Regions from separate parts of the Sus scrofa genome. Here all the other regions are linked to region 1. Evidence: chromatin contacts called from public Hi-C and targeted proximity ligation data. All regions are on one chromosome and are shown on one strand. The core of a region is the stretch at or near the end of the contact, and the rest is flanking DNA. Distances in the headings are between cores, read along the strand shown. Region 1 holds the start of TPI1 (triosephosphate isomerase 1). Region 2 holds the start of LAG3 (lymphocyte activating 3). Region 3 holds the start of PHB2 (prohibitin 2).

The links. Hi-C and Micro-C count contacts between places; a contact is called where the count stands out from the background.
Region 2: a targeted proximity ligation map of alveolar macrophages shows a contact between it and region 1. A contact is called at or near these places in 2 of 5 promoter capture datasets (fetal liver and fetal skeletal muscle), 1 of 47 Hi-C or Micro-C datasets (liver) and 2 of 2 datasets of targeted methods (alveolar macrophages and skeletal muscle).
Region 3: a Hi-C map of retroperitoneal adipose tissue shows a contact between it and region 1, with 2.0 times the contacts expected there. A contact is called at or near these places in 4 of 5 promoter capture datasets (fetal liver, fetal skeletal muscle, liver and 1 more), 17 of 47 Hi-C or Micro-C datasets (alveolar macrophages, blood, embryonic fibroblasts and 11 more) and 2 of 2 datasets of targeted methods (alveolar macrophages and skeletal muscle).

Annotation. Positions count from the first base shown.
Region 1 is chr5:63,841,438-63,844,430 of Sscrofa11.1, reverse strand. TPI1 (triosephosphate isomerase 1) reads left to right here and starts at 1,578. Exons shown (of 7, transcript NM_001037151.1): 1 at 1,578-1,731; 2 at 2,858-2,981. The coding sequence starts at 1,617. USP5 (ubiquitin carboxyl-terminal hydrolase 5) reads left to right here. Exons shown (of 20, transcript XM_001925784.6): 20 at 58-689. The coding sequence ends at 151.
Region 2 is chr5:63,933,653-63,936,645 of Sscrofa11.1, reverse strand. LAG3 (lymphocyte activating 3) reads left to right here and starts at 1,592. Exons shown (of 8, transcript NM_001105306.1): 1 at 1,592-1,649; 2 at 1,959-2,106; 3 at 2,521-2,786. The coding sequence starts at 1,592.
Region 3 is chr5:63,749,991-63,752,983 of Sscrofa11.1, reverse strand. PHB2 (prohibitin 2) reads right to left here and starts at 1,418. Exons shown (of 10, transcript NM_001243556.1): 1 at 1,089-1,418; 2 at 838-922; 3 at 449-528. The coding sequence starts at 1,215. It overlaps EMG1 (EMG1, N1-specific pseudouridine methyltransferase), which reads left to right and starts at 1,515. Exons shown (of 6, transcript NM_001243478.1): 1 at 1,515-1,777. The coding sequence starts at 1,610.

The DNA of each region.
Region 1 (2,993 bases), core at 329-2,828:
AGGAGCCACCTCCAAGAGAGGAGCTGTTCATCCTTTTCCCCCCACATTCTTCCCCAGATGGGTGATCTACAACGACCAGAAAGTGTGTGCCTCTGAGAAGCCGCCCAAGGACCTGGGCTACATCTACTTCTACCAGAGAGTGGCCAGCTAAGAGCCCACCCTGAGCCCTTAACCACTGAGGGCAGGGGACAGACCACCCGGCATGAGGGATGGATGTCAGCCCCCCTGCTCCCGTACCCTTTTCCTTTTCGTGTCCCCAGCAGCAGGGAAGAAGCTAGAGGCTATGAGAGAATGGCCAAGCGAAGTGGGGGGGGCACTCTGGAGACTTTGGGGATGGAGCAGGAAGGGGAACGGGAGGGGCCGGCTGCCTGTCTGTGAGGAGACTGTTGCTTTCCTGCCCTTGACCCCACAGGGCTCTGCTTCTCTGTGATCCTGCTGGCCCAGCGTGGAGCGGGCTCGTTTGTTTGTGTGGCGTGGGTATAGCTTTGTGCAGCCTCTTCCACAGGAGGGGGCTTCTGTGCCTCCCCTCCCCCGTTGTGTGTGCTCCCCGTGTGGTTGGGCAAGGAGGGATCTGAGGGAAATGGGGACCCCCCTCGCCCTCCTGCCTCAGTCTTTTCCCCACCCTGTCTCTCCCCTGTCCTTCTGGAAAATGCCAAAATACAGGATGTGAATAAAAGTACAGTGGCTCAGTTGTGTCCTGTTTGATACCTTTGGGGGAAGCTGTCTTCCCCAGGGCTAGCAGCGGGGCCAGTTTCACAAAGCTCCTGGCCCTGCCCCTTTGCCTTCTATGTTTTGTGCTGGTGTGATTGGGGGCTGAGTGAGGTGAGCTCTGGGGCAGCAGAGGAAGGCTGCGGGGTGGGGGCTGTTAGATGAGGGGATGTGGGCTGGGGTGTCACAGAACAGAGATGGGGTGGAAGAGCCCTTTCTTGCAGCCGTGATACCGGAGGGGGCCCAGGTGGGTTCTTTCCAAATGTCCCCAGTGGCTGTAGTCCTTTGTCAGGCCTTGGCCTGCTGGAGCAAAAAGCGGGGTATTCATGGGGACAGGGCGGACTTCTGAACCCCCCTCCCTTAGCTGCACAGTTTCTAGCCAAGGTGGGCCATCCCTCCGCTGCTGAACCCTGTTTTTTGCCCAGTTACTGTGGGGCTGGGTCGGCCCCGGGTGGGTCAGAGGTGTCCGCTCAGCACTCAGGGATGTGGGGGCTCCGATGGGGAAGGAGGCTCCTTTTCCCAGAGCTGGAGAGAGGCCCCTCCCCTATCCCTCGGTGTGGGGGTGGCGTGATGAAGCCGTGAAGCGGGGGTTTCCCTGAGCACCGGGCGCACGGTTCTCCCCAAAGTCAGACCACGGAAGCTGTAGCCACCGAGCCTGGACGCCGCTGGAACGTTGCTACAAGAAAGAAGGTGACGTCAGAACCTCGCAACGCGGGCGGCGGCGAGCGGCAGCGGGCGGTGGCGGGCGGCGGGCGGCGGGCGGGGCCGGGGCTGGGCTTCCGCGGGGCGGGCCAGTCATGGCCCAGGACGCGAAGGGGGCGGGGTTCTGCCTCTCCGCTCTCTATATAAGCGGCCAGTGGAGACGGCCGCGCGCTGCTCCTGACCTTCAGTGTGCTGGCTCCAGCGCCATGGCGCCCGCTAGGAAGTTCTTCGTGGGGGGAAACTGGAAGATGAACGGGCGAAAGAACAATCTGGGGGAGCTCATCAACACCCTCAACGCAGCCAAGCTGCCGGCCGACACCGGTGAGCCCTGGCGGTGGGTGGGAGGTCGGGCGTGGTGGCGCCCTCTCCCGAGCTCTCTCAGCAGTTGTCTGCGTGGTCCTGCTTGCAGGGCCGGAGACCAGAGTTACTGGGGTCCCGGCCTTGGCCCTGCGGCCGCAGGACCAGGGGTGTGTCCACGGGGAAAGGCGGAGCCGCATCTCCCTGTGCCCTCCGACTGTGGGAGGAAGACGGCTCCGGGGTGCGGACCGGGGCTGCACCCGCCCGAGCCGGGGATGGAAGTGGAGCCCAGCCCCTACGGGCGATCGGGAGAGGCCGGCGCCAGTCCGGTGTGTGGGGGAGGAGGCTGCGTGCAGGCTTCTGGGCCCCCTCGGCGCCGGCTCCGTGCGCCGCCGCACGTAGCCCAGACTCCTCCCCGCGCTTTGCCTGGGCTACCGAGTTCCCCTGCCGGGTGGCCCTTGGCCTCTTGAGCTACTCTTCTGATCCTTTCCCCTCGGCGGCCTGCAAGACCCTTCTGCGGAAGGGGCTGAGCAAGTGACAAACGGGCAGAGCCATGTGGGGATGAGGAGCGATCCTCTTGTTTTCTGCAACCTGGATACGGGAAAACGCAAGGCCTCTATGAGCCAGTCGACTCGCTGCCACCCACGGACAGAGTGCCGTCCTCAGTCCTTCCCATCCCAGGCATCTAAATCACAGAACCCCGGGTCTGATCAAGAGGCACCCCCTTCTGGTTTATTCCCCCCAGAGACTGCAGTACAGACCCCAGGAGTTGGCCCTTTCTGCTTTTGCTAAAAATCCTTGCCTGGCTAGGAGAGGTGGGAATGAGCTATTTTAGAAGGGAGGCGGGGTTGGCCCCAGAGAATGCTGAGTCTAGGAGGTGCCCAGGCCCAGAATAGCCTGGGGAAATCAGAGCCACAGCTGTTAAAAGAGCAGAGGGCAGGGCAAGGGCCATGACCTCTCAGGGGTACCCAAAAGGTTCAGAGTTGGGTTCAGGCCCAGCCTGGGGTGCAGAGTAGACAAAGATCATCATGCTGGTGTGGAAATGGGCGAAGGCAGAACTATGAAAGCGGTGGAGGCTAGGGGGCTCCAGAGCACTGGATAGGGTCTGGATTTGTGATGCCATCCCCTTCTGTCACTGTCTTCTACTCAGAGGTGGTTTGCGCACCCCCCACCGCCTACATTGACTTCGCCAGGCAGAAGCTAGATCCCAAGATTGCCGTGGCTGCACAGAACTGCTACAAAGTGGCTAATGGGGCCTTTACTGGGGAGATCAGGTAAGATGGTGT
Region 2 (2,993 bases), core at 343-2,842, 92 kb before region 1:
ACTCCAGGGCCTCTTGTGGTTCCAGGCCTGAGTTCTGGCTCCTCAGGCTAAGTGGGGTGGGGAACAAGCGTTGCCCTCTGGCAGTCTCAGGCTTCCTTCCCTAGTTCTGCCTCCATTCTCCCTGAGTTTGAACTCTGCTGGGGAATTTCTGCATTTTTCCATAGCACTCTTGCCTTCTCAGTTCAGAAACTCTGGATTGGGAGAGCCCGCTGATTTTGCAGAGGTCTGAGCTGGAGAGGGGTGTGTGTGCGTTGTAGATACCATTCATCCCTAAAGATGAGCAGACACCTGGAGCTCCCATTGTGGCTCTGGAAAAGAATCTGACTAGCATCCATGAGGATGCAGGTTTAATCCCTTCCTCAGTGGGTTAAGGATCTGGCGTTGCCCTGAGCTGTGGTGTAGGTCACAGACGCGGCTGGGATCCCGTGTGGCTGTGGTGAAGGCCAGTGGCTACAGCTCTGATTTGACGCCTAGCCTGGGAACCCCCATGTGCCTCAAGTGGGGCCCTAAAAAGACAAAAAAAGACAAAAAAAAAAAAAAAAAGATGAGAAGACACCCATGACTCACTCAGCTCACTCAGGGTCCAGAGTACACACACACACTGGCTAGCTTTTGTCTTCACCCACCCTAAGTGACCTTGGCAAATTGTTTCAGCTCTGAAGCTGCCTTGGTTTTCTCATCTATACAATGGGGGATAATCTTAGATTTCATGACTTTAAGGTGTGTAAAGTGTCCACTATAACACACAGCACATAGTGAAGGCAGTACAGCCATACAATGTAGCTATTTTCCCTGTGTTTGGGGTGCGCTTCTTCAGACCTACCATCTTTTAGGGCACAGTAACATTTCTAGGAGTCATTGGCTGGGGGGGGGAGGGAGGTGGAGTGGGGCAAAGAAATTCTGGAGATTTCAGGGAATGAGGGAGGTGGTGAGTACCCAGGAAAGGGCTGGCCAAGAACACGTGAATACACACCCCCCCCCCAGGCAGCTCAGAGATGGGCAGGTGGGTAGTTTGAGGCAGAAACGGTTTAGTGAGAAGGGCAGACCGTCCCCTGGAAAGGAGGGTGGGGGAAGGGAGAAGGGGGCGGTGGGGACACCCAGGGCTGAGGAAATAAACAAGGGGAGCGCCACCACAGGGGTGGAGGGTAACGCTGCTGGGAATCAGCCCCCTCAGACTTTCCACTGCGAAGCGAAACCGTGAGCCCTGGGGTGTTGGGGGGGGCAACGGGGAGGGGAAGTGGGGAAGGTGGAGGGAAGGCAGAAGGACAGGGGCCGCGGCCCTGGGAGCAGCAGAACGGCCTCCAGCTCGAGACAGCCACCTTGTCTCCACTCTGCTCTCTGCCAGCACCCTGCCCCATCCCTGAGGACCCCCCCCAGCCCATCCTGAGCCCACCTTCCTGCTGCCTGATCCGGCCAGCTTTCCTCTAGATTCATTGGTTCCTCCCTCTCTCCCCAGGCCTCCATCCCTCTTTTTCTGGAGTCTCTTCCACCCACTCCCTCTCTGCAGAACCTCTCTCTTTTGTCTGTTAGTCCTTCTCCACTGTCTGACCTCTTCCCTTTGGAGGGCTGTGTGGTCCAGGCCTCAGGGGAGATGGGGGAGGCTCACTTCCTCATCTGGCTGCTTCTGCAACTGCTCTGCGCGGCTGCAGGTAAGGTGGGGACGACCCTCTGGGAAGGCTGACCTTCGGACCCACAGCGGGGGTGGGGGTGGGGTCAGCAGGGATGACCACAGGGATGCCAAGGTCCTTAGACTGGGTGGATCTAACAATGCCTTTCTTGGGGCAGTCCTCCAGCCCCCAAAGCCTCCCTCCCGTCTCCCCCTTGGCCAGGAAGGGGCAGAAACCCAAGGTCTTCCTCGGCCCTGTTTCTTCTCCCTTGGGTAGCAGCTGAGGCTCCTTCTTTACTTTGAAGTCTCTTGGCTCATGGCCCCTCCCCTTGGCCTCTCTTTTCCTCCCCAGTGGAGGCTCCAGACCCAAGGGCAGAGGTCCCGGTGGTGTGGGCCCAGGAGGGGGCTCCTGCCCAGCTCCCCTGCAGCCCCACAATCCCCCTCCAGGATCTCAGCCTTCTGCGAACAGGACAAGTCACTTGGCAGCATCTACCAGACAGGTATGCACCCCAAACAAGGGCAACAGCATCCCCAAATCCAGCAGTAAAGGCGTCCAGATGGACAATCCAAGAGCCAAGTCAGCACTCTGCTTTCTCCCCTGAGCTGTCAGTCCTGCTGAAGCAGTGTCTCAGCCTTCCTGCTGCCCTTGCTGCAGCCCCCTCCGCTCTTTCTCCGCAGACTGCTCCCCTCACGCCCCGCATCCCACCTGCCTCCCCAGTACTGGATGGTGCCGGCCCAACCCGAGGCGCGCGGGGGTGGGGTGGGGGGGGGAGAGATGGGGGAGGCTTAGCAGGCCAGAGGTCTTCCCGTTGGGTGGGCTTTCTCATCCTCAAAGGGTGCCTCTTGGTCGGACTGCCTCTTGCCTGGGGCTGCTTCTCCCTTGGCTTTCTCAGTCCCAACTCTCTCCTGATCAGGGGCCCCGCGGCGCCCTCCCCTCAGAGCCCGGGGCCCCGCCGCTACACGGTGCTCAGGGTGGCTCCCGGAGGCCTGCGCATCGGGAGGCCGCCACTGCAGCCCCGCGTGCAGCTGGAAGAGCGCGGCCTCCAGCGCGGGGACTTCTCGCTGTGGCTGCGCCCGGCCCGACGCGACGACGCCGGCGAGTACCGCGCCGCCGTGAGCCTCCGGGACCGGGACCGCGCCCTCGTCTGCCTCCTCCGTCTGCGCGTGGGCCAGGCAGCGGGTAGGTGGGGGCGGGACGAGGGGAGCGGGGCTGGGAGGAGGGTGCCCCATTCCCCGCCGCCCCGGAGGCAGGAAGAGCCGGGCAGAGGCTGGTTGTGCTTCGAAGGATGCGCCTTAGCGGGAGAGCCTCCAGTAGAGGGGCGGAAGGGGGTGGAAGGTGCCCCCAGAGAAGCACGTGTGTGGGGGAGGGCCTTGTGGAGAGATTGTA
Region 3 (2,993 bases), core at 169-2,668, 91 kb after region 1:
AATAAATAAAAATAGTACAAAAAAAGTACAGTACAGGTGAGCTACTTGCTTCACTGTGTACATGCCTCTGGGAGTGTGTGTGACAAAGGGTCTGGGGGAAACAGGTGCACCAGCGAAGAGTAAGGTCAGGACAGGCTGTACCAGCAGATATAGAGAATAAATGAAGCAGTTAAAAGAAAAAGGGATTTAAAACAAGACCTCCATCTAGGCAGTGAATAAGACCAAGAACAAACAACACTCTCACTGAGTTTGCATTGGGGGAGGGACAGTTAAAAATGTGCAAACACACAGTGTGTCCAGAATGTACTGCTTTAAGCCAAGCAGCAGATGCTTTTATTATAGTCTGTTTGCAGAAGGGGAAACTAAGAGATCTGACACTACCCTTTTCCCTACTCTCTGGCCAGGCTCCTTTGTTTACTGCCCGAAACGCCCCAGTGCCCAGACCTACCTTTGGAGCCTGTGGGGGAGGAAATTTTTCGGGGTCTGGCTCGAATATCATAGATGATAGGGTACTGGAACCAGGGGATCCTGGAGGAGAGGGAACAAGGATAGGGATTAGGAGACAGCAGTTTCCCTCGTTTTGCTCTGTTCTCCACCACCACCTGTTTCTTGGTCTGCTTCTCTTAAATGACCACGGTCACGGAGACATTCTCTTCTCCCTTTGGAGAACAACAGTATGTGCTGCTGGAGTTTTGGGCAGCACCCACTGTTCCGGGAGATGGGCGTGAGGAGGAGAAAGGGTGGCTGTTGAATGCTTTTGAAAATCTTACTATAGCTACTGGTGAGTCGGGATTCAAGGGTGAAGGGTCAGGGGCAGTCCGCTTTGCCCGCCATTACCTGAAGTGAAGGCCCTCGGCCAGAATGGTGTCCTGCTGCACGCCTCCGATCCGATTAAAGAAAATGGCTCTGTGCCCGCCTTCCACTGCGGGGAGAGGGGTGGGGGGGTCAGACCAGGCAGGGCTCAGAGTACGTGCGAGCTTCTGGCAGGGGCGGGGTGAGGGGCTGGGTGAGCGCGTGGACCCGGCGGGGCTGGGCAGGGGCCTAGGGAGGGTCGGCCGGTGTCCGGAAAGCGGGCGGAGGTTGCTCACCGGTGAACACCGACTCGCGGATGCCGTAGGCCACGGCGCCGGCCCCCAGCAGCAGCTTCAGCGCCGTGCCCATGCCCCGGGGCCCGGAGGGCAGCCGTCCCGCTAAGTCCTTCAAGTTCTGGGCCATGTCCGATCTTGAGGCCGGCGGCACCAGAGGTCAGAAGCGGGTGCCGGCCTGCCTTTACCGCGCTCCAGTTTACGGATCGCACCCTTCACACGAAGGTCCGAGCCCCAGGTGCTTGCTGGAGAAAGGGCACCGGAAGTGCGCTCCCTTCTAAACCCTACCCCCCCGCCCACCCACGGCAGACCCGAGCTTGGCGCACAGGAATTACGCATACGGAAGTTCCTGCCCCTTTCTGGAACCCTGCCCTCCCAGAGAGGCTTCGGGAGCGCCAGACAGAGAGCCGTCGCCATTTCCCAGCGCCCACTTTCAAAATGGCCGACGGAAGGAAGCATGCGATTGGGTGGAGCACGAGGTCCTAATTTGAGAAAATCAGCGCAATTTCCGATTTGGTTGCAAGATGGCTGCGCCCAGTGGTGGATTCCAACCTCGTGAGCGGCGCGCCGGGGAGCAGGAAGAAGACTGGGATGCTGTGGCGCCCAAGCGGCCCCGACTCGGGGCGGGAAGCAAGACCGGAGGCCGCAGACTCATTGTGGTGCTGGAAGGGGCCAGCCTGGAGACAGTCAAGGTAACTTGGGACAAGGAGGTGGAGAGCCAGTAGATCGATAGGCTGGGACCCGGTGGGATGAGGGTGATGGTTTCAAAGTGGATGTAGAAAGCAGAGGTGAAACACTTTTGGAGAAAGTGGTCTAGTTTTCTGTCTCTCGGTTTAATATCCTGAGTTGGCAGTAGTCGTTTTGTCTTTGAATCCTTTTGTAGCCATAACATCCTTGTTTCCAATTGATTAACCAGGATTCTGTGAAAGAAAGTCATCTAGGGTGGATGGGTGCGTTTCGTCCGTCACGTTGTCCCTTTTCATCACATGACAAGTTTATTGGGCACAGGAGAAAAGTAGTTACTGTGGATCATTCAGCCCACTTCTTTACTTAGTGTTTTAATTCATCTCTCTCCCTTCTCTGTATTACTGTACATTTCGAAACAGTGCCTGGATCAGATCATCATAATACTTTTACATCTTTTTATTTTTTTATTAAAAAAATTTTTTAATGGCTGCACCCATGGCATATGGAAGTTTCCTGGGCCAGGACTGAACCAGCGCTGCAGCCACTGGTAGTGGGATTCTTAACCCATTTAGCCACAGCGGCAACTCCAATATTTTTACATCTTTATTTTTAATTATTATGATTGCTTTTTACCAAATAAATCCTGCAATTCCCTTCTTAAAGTTTTGTGCAGTGTTCTCATCCCTTCTGACATTGTTTCTCCTACGTTTTAGAGCTAAGCTTGTTCAATGAGTAGGGCCAGAATGGATAGTACTAGTTTAGAAGTTAGACCTGGATTTTAACCTTGGTTTTTATACTTATGTTAAGGCTGTAGTCTTGAGAAAAAAATGTCTTCACTTTCTAAAGCAGGGGTTATTAATACTTTGAGCGGGAGTGCAGAGAAAATGCTTTTTTTTTTTTTGGTCTTTTTATAGGGCCGCTCCTGTGGCATATGGAGGTTCCCAGGCTAGGGGTCCAATTGGAGCTGTAGCCACCAGCCTACACCACAGCCACTGCAACATGGGATCTGTAACCCCATGAGCAAGGCCAGGGATCAAACCTGTAACCTCATGGTTCCTAGTTGGGTTTGTTAACCATTGAGCCACAACGGGAACTCCAGTGAAAGTGCTTTTTAAGTAGTACATTTCCATAGTAATCTAGGTTTGATTCTTTTCCATCTTTCCTTCCTCAACCACTATGGCACTTTATTAAACTTGCAGTTTAGAAAACCTATTTTTTTTT